2 separate regions of the Mus musculus genome follow, and region 1 is linked to region 2. Evidence: chromatin contacts called from public ChIA-PET data. All regions are on one chromosome and are shown on one strand. Each heading gives the region's core, a stretch centred on a gene start, on an enhancer-like site or on the middle of the called end of the contact. The rest is flanking DNA. Distances are from core to core; before and after follow the strand shown. Region 1 overlaps Ehd3 (EH-domain containing 3). Region 2 has its middle 15 kb from the start of Gm30420.

Region 1 (3,372 bases), core at 812-3,311, 810 kb before region 2:
ACCTGACAGCAGGGGGAGAGAGCTTACTCTGAATGGGGACTGCAAAATATGTACTGCATGCCCAAGGTGACCACTGGATGGCCATATCCCTTATCTCAGGAATGGCTCTGAGACTCGTAGTAACCATGCCTGAATACATGCAATGGCCCACGGCGGTCTCTGAATCATACATAGATCAGTGAGTGGAGAGACAGAATGCAGAAGTTGTCCTTCCTGGATTCTTTCTGGAATGTCTGCTGGCACCCAGGGATCAAGTGGATAGGCTCCAGGCCAGCATCTGGGAAGCCTTCCGTCGATCTGTAGTCCCCACCCTCAGGCTCCAGGGGCCGGGAAGAAAGCATTTCTAATTAATGCCAGGCAGGAGGAAATCAATGAGACAAACCTAATGAAGCAGGGCCATTCCTTAATCACCCAGCATTTCCCTCTCGCTGTCTGACATACAGTGTGTCCTTTCTTTGCATTTTCAGTTTCAAAACCGGCCTCACTGGATCCTTACTGCTCCCCAGAGCGAACAGGATGCTGGTGACGGCCACATAGCATAGCCCGTGAAAAGCTGTTAACGTCTAGAGATGTTTTTAAGAAGAGAGAGATACTGAGGCATGCAGTACCAAGAGTGGGGGAAGGGCTCCGCTGACAATGGGGAGCAATACCGCAGACCCGTCACAGGCCTCCAGATGGCCCCAGTAAGGCAGCAAGACCTTTGGAGGGCGCCAGGACTCAGCTGCATATGAATACCCACACATATATGGGTTTACCAGCTGGTCATCTGAGGAACCCCAGGATCCCTGAAGTGCTCAGGGATAGGCTGGGGATGTAGGCTCTAAGGAATGACACACACCCTCAAAGTCTCAAGAGGGAACCTGGAGTTGAGAAGCTAATTCCCCATTCCTCCCTGGTCTTCCCAACCAGTTATGATAACGTGCCAAAAGCCAAGGGCTGGGACTCGGGAGACCAGGGCTTCCATGTCAATTGTGCCACCTGCCCTGAGCCTGCTGAGCCCTTGGACCAAGCATCTCTATCTGTGTGAAGTCTGGGATGAGAGCATGAAACCCTGAGGGTGACCTTCCAGAGTGGAACTGGTACAGGGATTCAGTCTGAGACACCGTCGGGAAGCGTGGCTTCCAGGTGAAAAGGTACGAAGCCTTCCAGATCCCTCTAAGCTCCCCCATTACTGCATCCGTGCTCCTTCCCAGTAAGGAACCAGGGCCAGCCACATCCTGCCCCTTCCAGGAACAGCTTTCTGCCTGCCTTCCTGCTGACTCCAGAGCCTTTTCTTCCAGACCTGAGTGCTAGCCCCAAAACATCATGCACTTGGTTTCTCTATAGACATACACCCCAGCCCCCACGACTTCCCAAGCCTGGACGGAAGGCTACCTGGAAGCAACACCATACTTTGTTTGACATTAGGCTGGAGCAGAAGGCCCACCCCTACGATGCCCGGAGGGGCAGCTTCCTTTTCAGGCGTGCCAGGAGTTGGGCAGTCTAGAGCGAGGTCTTTGTGCTGACTTGACTCCAGCCCTTGTGCTGAGCCACAAGCCCTGAGCCGGCAGTGGTGTGGTGAGGGGGCTTAATTTCAGGCTCTGCAAACTAGAGCCCTTCAGCTAGAGCCTTCATGCAAGGCTTGGTCAGCAAGAATATCTGAGGAGGCCTGGCCCACCTGGGCTTGAGGAAGGTAGGAAGTACCAAATATACTTTGGCCAACAGCAGGGGTGAAGGAAGTCTGGGCAGTCAACTTTAGATCTGTGCATTATACACTTGTGTTATGCGTGGGTGTCAGGAAGTATACAGGCATGCATGTGGGGGAGGGGAAGCTATGGGTATATGTGTGAAGAATGTGTGAGTAACAGGGTTTAGAGTGGGATGAACTGAGACTCTGGCTTTATGGTAACCATGGAGAAGGATGGGAGAGGCTATGTACCCAGGAGATGTTCCTGATTCAAGTCCCACTACCATCGCCGCCTCCACCACCTGGATGGCTGGGGTATCTGATATCCTCCCTGACTCTGGTCTTCTCAGGGTGCTGAAGTCAGCATTACTGCAGGCTGGTGGCTGCCCCACCCAGTTCCTGTTTGTCTCGGAGGCTGCTTTTGCCAGCAGCTCCATCATCAGGGACTCAGGACCACAGAGAACACCCTGGCATAGTCACTGTTTTGCTCAGAGACGAGAAGAGCCTGGCATCTTATCAGTTTTCAGAGGGAGAGTATGAAATATAGCCAGGAACACTAGTGCCCAGTATGTGCAGAGCAGCCACTGAGGTTTGAAGACAAAGGCAAGGCGGGAGAGAATGTAGAGGGAGGGCAGGGATGGAGGAAGACAGGTGTCCCTGGAAACGAGGCTGCTTTATGTATCTGCACAGGCACTAACACAAGGGTGACGGATCACAGAGCCAACACTAGGGTCGTGTAACATGTAGCTCTGGATAGCAGCGAAGGAGGGAAAAGAGCCCATCATGATCCAGTCCCAGAACTAATGTCTGTGGACCTTATAGGAAAGCCCTAAGATGCATTTCCCTGTGACCTCCGGGGCTTTGTCTGTTCACAGCCCTGAACTACTAGTGTAGTGCTCTTGGGCCCCTATAGGCCATCCTTTCCAGACCTTCTTGCAAGCCAGGCTGTGCTGGCCTAGCAGGTGCGTGGGAGGTCCTCTCCCCTCCCCTGCAGCCGGAAGTATGACCTCTCCCAGTGTTCTGGAGCAAGCTGAAGATTACTCTGTGAGCCTGTCAATCCCTTGAGGCCTAGACTCAGATGCAGGGTGAGTGCAGACTGACTACCCCTCATTCTATGAGAGCCCAGAGTTAGGGATCAAGGGACCAGGCTTCCTGGACCCTGTCACAAGTCACCAATTACAGGAACTAGGGATCTGTGAGGAGGAACCTGGGAGGCAGGGAGGTACCCTCAAATGCTTCCTTCCTCTCTTGCTTCCCAGGTTTAACCTCCCAGGACAGAGGGAGTTTTTGCTCAGACACTTCATGGCACTCCACTTCCCAACACTGTTTTAAAATGGGGGTTCTAGGAAGGTCTGTCCACCTAGAGAAGGTTATTTCCCAGAGGGCCTTGCCAGCAGCCTCTCCGACTGTTTGCGCTCACACACTGCCATGATGTGAGCCCAATGATCCGAGCAGAGGAAGCAGGACAGCTCAAAGGCGGATGAGAGAGAAGCCTTCTCGGGGGTCAAAAGCCTGAACTGCTAACTCTCAAGGGTCTACATTCATGGGTTGTATAGACAGTTACTCCATGACACTGAAGTGTGGGAGTGAGAAGCCACACCCTTGAGGAATGGCTTCTTGGGCCCTGCTGTGGTGAGAAGACAGATGGATAGACCTTTGTCAGTTAGGAGTCACGGGAGCACACATGGCAAGGCATGTGTCACCTA
Region 2 (3,463 bases), core at 889-3,388:
TGCTCTCCTGCCCGGGCCGTGCTGCTGCCGCATGTTTTATCCGTAGCTGTCTTAGTCTGCATTTCCAGAACATCAGGGTCCTTAAGAAGCCTTAACTGTGATATCTCAACACGTTAAAAGCCAGACAATTCTTTAATACAGTCATGTTCAAATTTGTCCAATTTTCTCATTGTTTTACGGCTTGGAAATTTATTTCTCAATATTTGTTTTGGTAGAAAACTTGTCAAAGACTTAAAAGTAGTTTATCAGTGTTAATTTTTTTTTTCGTGTCAAGGATTCATCCAGGGAGCTTGTTAAAATGAAGATTTTCAAATTCCACTTGGTTGTAGAGGCCCCAGATATTCTCTTATCTGTGCATCTCTATCAGAACTCTGGCCACTTTTCCTGTCCTTGTTAAACTTTTTGTCCTTCCTTTTTTAAGTGCCTTCTTATGTTGTTATATATTGTGATTTAGTTGCAGGGAATATATATATATATATATATATATATATGTATATATATATATATATATACATATATACACACACACATATATACATATACATACACACACACACATATATATGTATATATATACACACACACACACACACATATGTATGTATGTATGTATAAAATATCTCCTGCTCTCCTTGTCTGGCATTTGCTTCTGCCTGGAACAGGCTCTATGGCACCCCTTACCCCTCTTCCCTTAATTGTCTCCCATCCATCTTGGGGTGCCTGGCTTAGCACTGTGTCCTCTCTCTTGCCTTCTCTAAGTATGATTGTGGGTCAGATGTGCCTCCTGTCTCCTCTCCAGGGCCTCATCTTTCCTTCCACAACAGCAGCTTTGTCACAGTTCCTGGCCCTGCTCTTCTAGAAGACCAAAAACTCCCTGAGAGACTCTGTCATCTTGTTTACCCATGTAGGCCAAGACCCACCACGGACCTGGCCCACAGCCAGGGTTTGGCAAATCATCATGGAAACGGAAACCAAATTCAGATGAAAGTTTATTTCAGCCACATAAACTAGGGACAGATCCACTAACAGAAAACACCCAAGCTTTGACTGTGTACTGTATAAAATCTCAAGCATTCTCATGTCTGGGCAAAGCACACACTTTAAACATCTATTTACGGGATGTTTTAAATCACATTTGCTGGCTACGTGCTGTCTTTTCTTGGCATCCACGGAGAGCTATGCAACAGTTATCATTGAAGAATTGAGAACAGCAAAAAAAGTTTCATCCATTAACTTAGTTCTTTCCTTTCATTGGGGAAAGGTGCTCACCCTCCATATGTATATCTGGATCAAGGAATGGCAGCCATGTTCCCTCTTCAAATAGAGTCTCCTGGTGCCATTGCTTAAAGAGACGTCTCCAGCCTTCCCCCAAGCACACAGTTCTTTCCTGTCACCTTTCCCTGCTTCTATGAAGCACCTTCTCAATGTGAGATTACCTATTTGTTCTTGATTCTCCCACTTACTGCTGGCACCCTCCCCTTATAACTCTGGGAGGATGCTGGAGGGGGACTCCAAGCACTCCAAGTACCTTCTTCTAGTCAGCTCCTGGAAGGTCTACCATTCTCTTGAACCTGACTTGGAGTAATTCTCTAATCATACTCTGCTCTGAAAATTAGCCATTCCTTCTGCTTCTGCTGAGAAGTCGGGGCAGGTAACATTTTCAGAGAACTTTCAGTGTCCAATCCTGATATAAGGTTGTTTTTCCTAAACTTTCTCAGCCATTAGAGAGCTACAGCATTGCCTCGTCCTGTTTGGACTTTTGTTTCTCACAACCATTCGATCCTCTAACTCTTCCATGTGTACCAGAAAATGGACAGAGAGCACAAGGCAGCCTGTATTCACCTTTTCTGTGTGGTGGGCTAAGAGTCACTTTGTGCTGGGAGCCCTGGAGCCCAGGAGAAACGGCTTGCAGTTTCCTCCTCCGGTCACCAGGGGGAGATGTACATTCCAGAGTCCTCCCCCAATGCTCTTTGGGAAGCTGGGAAAGTAGATAGTGTGTCCCTCCTTGGACATCAAGCTGCACACAGGCAGAAGGACCTCATGATTACATAAACACATTAAATGGAGACCCACAGCCCTTCAGAGACTCACAGGCAGTCACCAGTGGGGAGGCAGGGCAGGAAGTGGTTTCGAGAACCACTCCCTCTGCTTTATAGACCAGAAAATAAAGGAACCTCTCTGGTTAAAATCAGAACCAGCTAGAACGCACTCTGCCCATTCTCCCTTCCCGTTCCACTATGCTGATCCATCTTTGATTCTGGCGTATTCTGGGTGTGGGTATCTCCCGGTGTGGAGAATGGCTGGACACAGACCAGATTCCCCTGGAAGACAATCACGGAGAAGGCAGGGAGGGAATTTAAGACTCGATTTTGAATGCCTTGCCTTGGATCTTGATGTTTAATAGTTTTGGGACGAGGCCAGGGCCCCAGACTCAAAGTCACAATCATAATTTGGTATGAGTATCTCTGTACTGCTTTGCAGCATTAAGGATTTGATGAGGTAATCCTAGCACACACCTAACAACGCTGAGACACACCGTAGATAAGCGCTGTTTAGTCAAAATTGAGTTTTGAACAGACTGGCAAAACCGAGGGCAGAGGTGGGACAGTATATGTCCACAGGGTTTCTCCAATCATTACAAATAATCCCGAACTCTCACAGTGCCGATACAGCTAGTGTTTCGGGTCTCCTTTAGCGAAGCATTTGCTTCGTGCTCGTGGAATGCTCTGCTCTTCGATGCTGCCATGACCATGGCCATCTCTGGGGAGTCGGCGTTGGTTCTCTGAGCCGCTTGCACCCCAGGACACGAAGTTCAGTATCCCCAGCTCTTGACTTGATTATGGCTTCAGGAAGGACGCCTCTTTAGGATGTTTTGTGCATATTCAGCAGCAGGGCAGCTACCGTGATATATGTGACACTCCTAGGAGGCATTGACAGGTTTGACTATACACAATGTTACTCTAGCCCAACGGAACCCAGACTGGCTAGTACCATGATGAGGCAAGGTCATAGGTCAGGTACCAAGGCATTCAGATTATTTCCTCCCTGCTACAGGTGCACGAGGCTGAGCAACCATCTGGGAACAAGGAAAAAGGGGTCCAGTGACACCCATTCACTCTCCTGAGAGACTAGCCCAGATGCATAGGCTCTGGATAGTGGGTCGTCCATGTCTTCTGCGGGATAAAATGGCATCTTTGTCTCTCATGGGATATTTATTCACAGTCTCTTGAAACCTCAGAGCAGTCTGCTTTCCTCAGACACAGGTTGTCCAAATGTGCCCCGAGGCAGAGTCTTTGATGCTTGTCAAGTAGGTTTGAGTGGGTAGAGGCCAAGCTACCCACCACCGTCTCTTCAAAATGTCACCCCTTTTGGTGGCTTGCACGGTTGGTTTTCAGTGCAATTGAAATTCCATACCTAAAAAATATGTCTGTAAAATGGCCCATTACGGACAAAGGTATGATTG

What was found. ChIA-PET counts read pairs in DNA pulled down with a chosen protein or histone mark.
Region 1: an RNA polymerase II ChIA-PET map of memory CD8 T cells shows a contact between it and region 2, with 2.6 times the contacts expected there. The contact joins two enhancer-like sites. A contact is called at or near these places in 1 of 484 Hi-C or Micro-C datasets (CD4 T cells) and 1 of 115 datasets of contacts at active chromatin or transcription factors (memory CD8 T cells).

What each region holds. Positions count from the first base shown.
Region 1 is chr17:73,820,995-73,824,366 of GRCm38.p6, reverse strand. All of the region lies in intron 3 of Ehd3 (EH-domain containing 3), which reads right to left. Among named protein-coding and RNA genes, the nearest start is that of Ehd3, 18 kb to the right of the region's middle. Within about 2 kb of position 2,061, at least 44 of the 459 cell types and tissues checked have an H3K27ac peak or open chromatin away from gene starts, as enhancers often do. A contact at or near this core is called in memory CD8 T cells, where this site is marked.
Region 2 is chr17:73,007,651-73,011,113 of GRCm38.p6, reverse strand. No RefSeq gene overlaps it. Among named protein-coding and RNA genes, the nearest start is that of Gm30420, 15 kb to the left of the region's middle. Within about 2 kb of position 2,138, at least 85 of the 459 cell types and tissues checked have an H3K27ac peak or open chromatin away from gene starts, as enhancers often do. A contact at or near this core is called in memory CD8 T cells, where this site is marked.